3 separate regions of the Mus musculus genome follow, and all the other regions are linked to region 3. A link is a contact called in public HiChIP or PLAC-seq and promoter capture Hi-C data. All regions are on one chromosome and are shown on one strand. Each heading gives the region's core, a stretch centred on a gene start, on an enhancer-like site or on the middle of the called end of the contact. The rest is flanking DNA. Distances are from core to core; before and after follow the strand shown. Region 1 overlaps Myh9 (myosin, heavy polypeptide 9, non-muscle). Region 2 holds the start of Foxred2 (FAD-dependent oxidoreductase domain containing 2). Region 3 holds the start of Ncf4 (neutrophil cytosolic factor 4).

Region 1 (2,700 bases), core at 140-2,639, 410 kb after region 3:
CCGGCATGCACTTCACCAGATCCCAGGCACAATGGTACTGTGTACACTTGAGTTCTCAAGCAGTGCTGCAATCTGAAGTTTCCTGTGTTGCAACATTCTTCATACTGGGTATTTAATGACCATGTTATGGTCCACTGAGGGGAGGAACTATTATTTACATTGTCAGAAAATACCGTGAGCTTTATTGTCTCTAAAAATGTAATCACTCAGTGAGTATCTAAGCATCTATTGTAGGTCTTGTACAGAGATGGTTGTACATCAAGATGCAGGGTCTGAGATCACTGGGCTGCTCCCTGGGCGCAGGTCTAGTCCTAGGAACATGTTCACTGCCTTCTGGTGTTGGTGTTGTGGCTTGAGACATGGGGGTTTGTAGAGATGGGACTCCTGGGTGCCCAGCCCGGTTCATTGAAAGCTGGTAAAACCACTTTGTCATTCACAAGCTGTCAGGAAGCTCAGGAACTGGAGCCAAGAGCTGCGAGATCTTTCCAGGCTCTGTGTAGGAAGGCCTTCCACCTGCTCCCTCCCAATTCTACCTGTCTCCTATCTCCTGTGTATACCAAAGGCCTGGGTCAGGAAACCCATCTGGAAGAGGTGAAAGACCAAAAGTCTCTAAGGGGCTTTGTTCACAGGGTTGTCTCTGTTGAGGATGCTACTGAGCAGGAAGGAGACTCCCGAGGGTAGGGAGAAAGGGGGAGGAAGGAAGAGGGGATAGGGTTCCTCCTAATGAGGGTGGGGAGGTCTGGAAACATCTAGACACCTTGCCAGGGGCCCAGGTCTCAGTTGAGGCCTTGCTGAGATGTTGTAAGAATTGTAGCAATAAGTTGCAACAGTTTGGCTTTGTTGTAAAAAAAAAAAAAGGAAGTTTCAGAATCCTTGTTGCAGCTTTGGATCTTTATCTGTAGTGGGGGAAGTCTTTGCAAGGTACCTGGGTACCGGGATGGTGGGTCTCTACCTTCATCAGAGAGGGCAGCCTTGTGCTTTGCTCTCTCTGGCCCCTCCCCTCAGTTCCTACTCCATCCAGCTCAAGGTTTTCTGAAATGTTTGGTCTTCTTAGAGAGCAGGAGAGGTAACTTGTTGCTTGGGAAGGAGCCAGAAGCATGTTGCCACCTGCCTCGCTGGGGAATGAAGTGGGCTGGGTGGCCCCAGAAATGCTGATGGGGCTCAGGCATTGCAGGCTTTGCATACCTTCCTGGGTCTCTCTCCACCAGGCAGGTTGTATTTCCATCAGCCCCAGACTTCTTGGGTTTGAAGTTTGTCATGGATCTTAGACCCCCATTACCGCCAGGCTACCCAAAGCAACACAATCTGAGGCTCAGTCTAGCCTTCTCTTCACACATGGGTCAGGTTGGTACTGAAAAAGAGGAACTGGGGGGAGTCCAGCAGCAGCCGGGGGATTACAATGTTTCTAGTTAAGACAGGCCCTCTGTGGCCCTTTAAAAAAGAGATTAGTTTATATGTATTGCCTGCAGAGCCCAGAAGAGAGCTGTGGATTCCTGGGTGTGGAATTATGGAAGGTTACGTGTCACCGTGTGGGTGCTAGAAACTGAATCTGGAGCCTCTGCATGAGCAGGAGGTGCTCTTGACTATGGCCCATCTCTCCTAGCCTCATGCCCCCCCCCCCATCTTTATTCACTTCCTGTTTACACTGGGCTTGGTAATTGTGGGCCAAAGATTATCTCTTGAGTTTATACTATTTTACATTCGTTCCCAGCTGTCCTGGTGCAGCCCAGACATTCTGGTGATCCTTTTCAGGTCTGGGGATGATACCTTTCAGGAGCTGCTATCCTCCTTATGTAGATCAGGGTGGCCTTGAGTTCACAGAGATCCACTTGCTTCTGCCTCCCCAGCGCTGGGATGGTGGTCTGCTTAGATCCCCATTTTTGTCATCTGTAAACAGGATCGTTAACATGTGGGTCACAGCCCTTTGATATGTGACCCACCCTTTCACAGGGTCGCATATCAGATATCCTGCATATCAGATAGTTATATTATGATCCATAACAGTAAGAAAGTTACGGTTATGATGTAGTAAAAATAATTTTTGGGGGGCTACCACAACATGAGGAACTGTATTAAAGGGTCACAGGTTTAGGAAGGTCGAGAACCGCTGGGTTCTCATGTCTTAGCTGGGTATAAGAGGAACTCAATGAAGTCTAGACAAGACTACACATTGAAACTTTGTCTCAAACCAAACCAAGCTATGAACTATGCCCTTGCACCACTCAAACCTGCCTCTTTTGGTTTGCTGCTCTGTAGGATGGAGTGCTCTCAGCTCAGTCTATGGACTGCTGTCCAAGCAGCCCTCAGAGTCCCCTTCCACTTTAGATCAGCCCTTAATGGTCAGATCGGCCCTTTGCGAGCCCAGGTTGTTCACCCCAGTGGTGAGTAGAGCCTCTCTCCAGATGAGCATCAGCAAGGCGAACAGTCCTTGGGTTGCCAGTGCTGAGTAGCTACTCTCAAAGCTTCCATGCTGAGTACTTAGCCTGACTGAGGAGCCACTCCTACTTCTCCTGGAGGTGCTGCCTCCATTCTGACCTTGCCTCACCACCAGGACCCTTGTGAAGTTCATTGCCCATGCCAGACTGGGAACACAACATGTTTCTACCTGACTGGTCAGACACACAGGTTTCATTCCAACCCCCTCTCTCTTGGCTCCAGTGGCCTCGGTTGGGTGGCTGTATTTCCTTGGCTTCTGGGGCC
Region 2 (2,700 bases), core at 121-2,620, 290 kb after region 3:
CAGCAAAGGATGCTGAGCAGAAACCTTGGCGTTTCTGAGAATCTCAGACTTGGAGCAGCCCTGACTGAGATTTTAATGTAGAGTGCAAACAACATAAAATAGTGTGACAAATGTCTTGGGCTTCAGGAGTGGCCCAGAATCCAGATCCCTTGGTCCAATCCACCTACAAGAAGCTCCTGTAGCCCTGCGCTGTGGGCTGTAGATCAATGGCTGGGAATCCTGCACCTTAGCCAGGCGTGGGGCTCCTGATCATTCCATTTCCATCACCAAAGGCAGACCAACTTTCTAGTTCCTTTTGGTGCCTGCCCATCCTCTCCACAGTATCTATGAAATGCTCGGCTTTATTTTCGGTGAGATACCTTGTCTACCCAGGATAGCTCCAAACTAAACCTGTGGGCTGAGGTCTCCACAATGACAATAAACTAAAGTTTATGTCTGCCCCCAGGGCGGATTTCTTTAGTGCAGGCTCTAAAGAAAACACCAGCATTCCGGGTGTGCTTTCTTTCACCAGGAAAATCATAAACGTAAATTTCTAAGGGCAAATGAGGGAAGCTGCAAGTGGGCGGGGTTCCGATTAGGCTTCCAGGAGCAAGGCTCCTTTTTAATGGGAAGCAGCTACAGTCACGCAAAGCTGGTAAAGTCCTTCCCAGATGTTTTTCCTAAGAACCCTCAGCTTCTGCATCGCCTTGTGAAGGTCGCTATCCTTTCCTCCAAAAGGCACACAGTATTCTAATTAGCCAGGTGAGTAACTTGGTCTAGGGAGCTAGCCTGAATATTCAAATCCTCCTTCCTACACAGAATTGCAGTTTGAGCCTCTGGGTTGGGGAGTTTGAAGCAGGATTTCACACAGTCCTCTTGTCTCAGTCTCACGATTGCTGGACATACAAGAGTGAGCCACTATGCTGTCTCAAAACCCACTTAGCTTTATCTTTGTTTTATGCAAACCTTGTCACTTTGTATTGACGAGTCAGTTACAAAGTGCTGGGAATCGCTTCCCTTGGCCACCCTTCGTACAACTGAACGATCAAGACTCTAAGACAATAATTGGTTCATCTGTCTTGGCCTCTCCTCAGTCCCACAAAATTGACTGGCCAATTAGGTTCAGTCTTCTACAGTAATAAAGGGATATAAATGGCAAGGTTTTCTCCAAAAATCTCTCATCTTCTGGCACAAGGATTAGTACAAATCAAAAGGAAGGGCCAGGCGTCCCATCATGGACCTGCTGTTCCCCAAGGCACCTCTACCCTCAGAAACAGCGCTCACAGCACGTGTGCGCCACTCGCGCCCCGGCCGCCCCACCAGTCCCGGCGTGCTGCGCGTGGCACACGTGACCCGCCCCCTGCTATTGGCCCGGAGTGGGGAGGGGCGTGGCCGCTGTGGCGCGAGTCAGCCGTAGCTTCCCTCCACTGCAGCCTGTCGTGGGAGCATCGCTGGGCTACCGGTGGCGGCAGCGTGCGGGTCGGAAGCTCAGCCTGGGGACCGCGCACGCGCCAGAAGCAGTGCGGGATAGCGGAGACCGCGGCAGGTGTGCTGGGGCATCCTCACGTGATCCGGGGGGCTGGGGCGGGGCCTTAGAAGCCACACCTCCTTCAGGGTCCCGTACCCCCACCCCCAGGGTGAAAGGTGGGTAGACCAACCAGAACCTCTGAAGGGTCCACCTGGGAAGACCTCCTCCCAAAATGCAGGGCACATCCAAAATGAGTGGAAATTGGGGAAACTGCCTCTCCTTTGGGGTGGAAATTACCATGACAATAAGGGAGTCTGACACCCTAGGAAAGTGGACTATGGAGATGAGCTGGGGATTCAGAATTCCTGTGGGCCCTTGATCCTACCTGAAAGAGATGGAGACGGGATAGATGAGCCCCTAGGTCCCGGGGTTCAGTACTAGCCCCGCTCCAGATCCCTGGGAGGCTCAAGCGCCTGGTTTCTCGTTCCTCGGGAAAGCCGGCTGTCACCAGCTGCCAGCCACGAGGTGCGAGGCCTCTCCTCTACTGTGCTGCAGGATGGGTCCCTCGGGGCTGCTGGTGGCCCTAGCCTTGCACCTGGCAGTGTGTTCCCGTCCGCACCGGGACTACTGCGTCCTGGGCGCCGGTCCTGCGGGCCTGCAGATGGCCGCCTTCCTGCATCGAGCCGGCAGGGACTACGAGGTATTCGAACGCGAGTCCGCACCTGGCAGCTTCTTCACTCGCTACCCGCGCCACCGCAAGCTCATCAGCATCAACAAGCGGCACACGGGCAAGGCCAACGCCGAGTTCAACCTCCGCCACGACTGGAACTCGCTGCTCAGCGACGACCCACACCTGCTCTTCAGACACTACTCGCAGGCTTACTTCCCCGACGCCAGCGACATGGTGCGCTACCTGGGTGACTTCGCGCGGCGCCTGGGGCTCCATGTGTTATACAACACAAACATCACCCATGTGACCCTGGACAAGGATCCACAAGCCTGGAACGGCCATTACTTCATTCTGACGGACCAGAAGGGCCAGGTTTACCAGTGCAGGTAAGGAGCCTCAGGACACAGCCGAATTGGCCTCGAGATTGGAGAGAATGAGAAAGGGGCTACTTCTTGCTCCCAATGGGGTTCAGTGCCAAGCAAAACTTTTTTAAGGTGCGTCCTTACAAAGCTGTGGCTGAGTATGTTTGGGGAAATCTAGCAATTTATCGTACAGGATTTGCCAGGCTCTATTGCCTTCGCCA
Region 3 (2,700 bases), core at 57-2,556:
GCACCCCAGTAACACTCTCTATAGCTATGGAAGGACCCCCACCCAACACTAACTCTTGTTACAGACAAACCTCCTCTGACCTTTGACCTACAGGAATCCCATCCCCTTTTCCAGATCCCACGAGTGCTTTGCTCACACCTGGGTCTTGTCAGTCAGACCTGTTCTGGTGACTCTCAAGCAGTTCACATGGACACTTGGCTTCCTAACGTTGCTTTCTGCTTGATCCAGGGGACGGTTCTGTCATTTGGGTCTCCACATGCAGATGGGAACACAGGGCTGTCTCCATAAGAGACACTGAGCAAGTGCTGACTGAATGAGGTGGCCGGGCTTGGGGCCATCAGGTCTCCTTGTCCCTACCTGTATAATGTCAGCATTGTCCAAGATAGATCTGGGTCATTTTTGAGCTCTTAGCAGATGTAGTGAGCTCTCAGTGTGTCCCAGGGCTGTTCGGCCTCCCAGAGACACAACTGTGATCCAAAAAACTAAAACACCCTCAGAGCAGGCAGAGCAAAGACCCGGCCCCCAACATTGTGCCAAGCATCTAAGACCTGTTCAGGACAAGGAAGTGGAGTGAGGGGTCAGACGGCAGAGCCTGGGCTATCTGAACCTAAAGATAGGAAAACGCAGAGGCCAGTTTCAGTCTGAAGGGCAGATGGAAGAGCCGCTCCTGATTGCAGTGTGGAACCAGGAACCCAGAACCCAAGCCTAGCACCCAGGACACCTCTGCTCCCAGGCTCTGCCACCCACTCACCCTGTGGTCCTTGGCCACATCCAAGCCACTCCCCATTCTGAGCCTTAGGCTTCTTACTGGTGCATAACACTGCCGACCTACTAAGTCAAGGTTCTAGAAACATCTGCTGGAGCATGCAGCTCCTGCAGTATCATTCAGCAAGACCTTCAAATTTGACTCTGTGCTGATCCACTGATATCAGGTGACAGGAGGGACAGCCTCTTACTTCCCCATACCCACCCCCCAGGCCTATTGGGATCATTGAGAAAGCCTGGCAGGGAATAGAGGCACACTCTCACCTCTCTGATCGCAGCTGCTGGGCCAGGGCCATGGCTGTGGGTAGTCAGAAAAGCAGATGGATGGGGGCCTTGCCCAACCAGATCCAGGCCGAGTTCACCTCTCACTTCCTCCTATGTGCATCTGAGAGCTTCCTGAAGCTTGGGGTGTCCCCAGGGGCAGCCTTTGAGGAGGTCCCGCCCTGCCCAGCTTCTCTGGACCCTCCTTGAAGTACCTCCTTCAGGCTTTGAGCTGCCTGGCCCTCACACGTCTTCTCAGCCACTTCCCAGCTGCACAGCAGTTGAGGAAGTGGCACCCTTGGGTGCTGGGCTTGCGTGAGGCCACTGGCTTTGGGGATTTCCTCAGTGCCTGTCTCTGGTGCTGAGCTCCACCCACCATAGAGCAGTTTTAGCCCTGGGTAGTCCATCAAGGACACTTGTGGACTTCCTCCTCAGGCTTCTTCCTGAATCCCTTTCTCAAGCATCCAAGACCTGCCATTCATTCCTAAGGTCTGGTGGAGATAGTGCTTTTTCCAGGAAGCTCTCCTGGTCCCCCTCCCTCTTATACTAGGAAGTCATTGTTTTATGCCCCATCTGGGGCTCTGGGCTCTGAGATACCACATTCAGCTCTCCCAGAGCTTCCATCCACACAGAGGCTCTCCTTACAATCTGCCTCCACCTCCCTACTCAGCTCTCAGAAAAGCCCCAAGCCCCCGCTGCTGGCTTCAGAATCCCCAAGGCCCCGTGGGCTGCCTGCTCTCCCAATCTCTCTTCCCTCATTGCCACCACATTCCCAATGCTCCTCTCCTATCTCCTGTAGGTCTCAGCTCAGAAGCTGCCCTCTAAGAAACAAACCTGTCCTCACCAGACCCTCCCTGCCACTCTCCGGGCTTTTCCTGCGGCAAGCTCTCACCAGCGGGGTTCCCTACCCCAGTGTGTTCCAAACGTGTGTTTGTGTGTTAGGCTTCTTCCAGGCCAGCACTACGCTGCGGACACCCAGATTATGTGAGCAGAAGGAGGAAGTTCTTCGTCAGCTCCTTCTAATGCTTGGTTCTGTAGGGAGCTCTCCAAAGCCTACAGTGAGGATGGGCCCAGCAGCCCAGAGAATGTCCCCCAACCCCCAGCTCCACTTGATGGTATGCTAAGACAGAAGGAGAGATGGCAGCCTGCCCAGCCTGCCTGAATCAGGCTCCTATCTCCCCAACTTTGGAACGTGGCTGTGGGGACAGGGCTTTCCCCCTGAGGAATCTGGAACGGCCTATGTTTCTCACCTTAAATGGGGCTGGATTGGAAGCAGTCTCAGACTCCTCAGGATCTGGCTCCAAGAATATAGAATGTTTTAGGATCCTTACTTTAAAATGTCCCCCCTCCATCCTGTCACCCTGAAGGGATCTTCTGGCCCTGACCCAGCCCAGAGAGGATGAACCTAGAGCTCCCAGGATAGAGTCTGCCCAGTGAGAACTGCCCTCCCCGTGGCCAGGCAGGGCATGGGCTCCTGGGGAGACAGAAACGAGGATGAAGAAAGTCACAGGAGGGGACAGGAAAGTGGGAGAGGGACACTCCACCAGTGACTGCATGTTCATCAAGGCCTTTGCACTGCACAGATAGATCAGGGTGGTAGAGGAACGTAGAATGGACGGTCTGACCTACTCCCAGCACACAGAAGTACCGCAGTTCACAGAGTTAGCTCTTTTA

Evidence for each region. Promoter capture Hi-C pulls out the DNA fragments that hold promoters and counts their contacts. HiChIP or PLAC-seq counts read pairs in DNA pulled down with a chosen protein or histone mark.
Region 1: a contact with region 3 is called in an H3K27ac HiChIP or PLAC-seq map of microglia, with 9 times the contacts expected there. The contact joins the enhancer-like site here to the promoter of Ncf4 in region 3. A contact is called at or near these places in 1 of 39 promoter capture datasets (pre-B cells), 1 of 484 Hi-C or Micro-C datasets (the C10 cell line), 2 of 115 datasets of contacts at active chromatin or transcription factors (microglia and pancreatic cancer cells) and 1 of 9 other capture datasets (liver).
Region 2: a promoter capture Hi-C map of embryonic stem cells shows a contact between it and region 3, with 2.8 times the contacts expected there. The contact joins the promoter of Foxred2 here to the promoter of Ncf4 in region 3. A contact is called at or near these places in 6 of 39 promoter capture datasets (the C10 cell line, embryonic stem cells, hematopoietic stem and progenitor cells and 2 more), 3 of 484 Hi-C or Micro-C datasets (B cells, the G1E-ER4 cell line and neutrophils), 3 of 115 datasets of contacts at active chromatin or transcription factors (bone marrow-derived macrophages and large pre-B cells) and 2 of 9 other capture datasets (embryonic stem cells and liver).

Annotation. Positions count from the first base shown.
Region 1 is chr15:77,829,605-77,832,304 of GRCm38.p6, reverse strand. The region is part of intron 1 of Myh9 (myosin, heavy polypeptide 9, non-muscle); the gene reads left to right. Among named protein-coding and RNA genes, the nearest start is that of Myh9, 11 kb to the left of the region's middle. Within about 2 kb of position 1,389, at least 73 of the 459 cell types and tissues checked have an H3K27ac peak or open chromatin away from gene starts, as enhancers often do. A contact at or near this core is called in microglia, where this site is marked.
Region 2 is chr15:77,955,392-77,958,091 of GRCm38.p6, reverse strand. It overlaps Foxred2 (FAD-dependent oxidoreductase domain containing 2), which reads left to right and starts at 1,370. Exons shown (of 9, transcript NM_001017983.2): 1 at 1,370-1,525; 2 at 2,003-2,503. The coding sequence starts at 2,004.
Region 3 is chr15:78,243,417-78,246,116 of GRCm38.p6, reverse strand. It overlaps Ncf4 (neutrophil cytosolic factor 4), which reads right to left and starts at 1,306. Exons shown (of 10, transcript NM_008677.2): 1 at 1,030-1,306. The coding sequence starts at 1,061.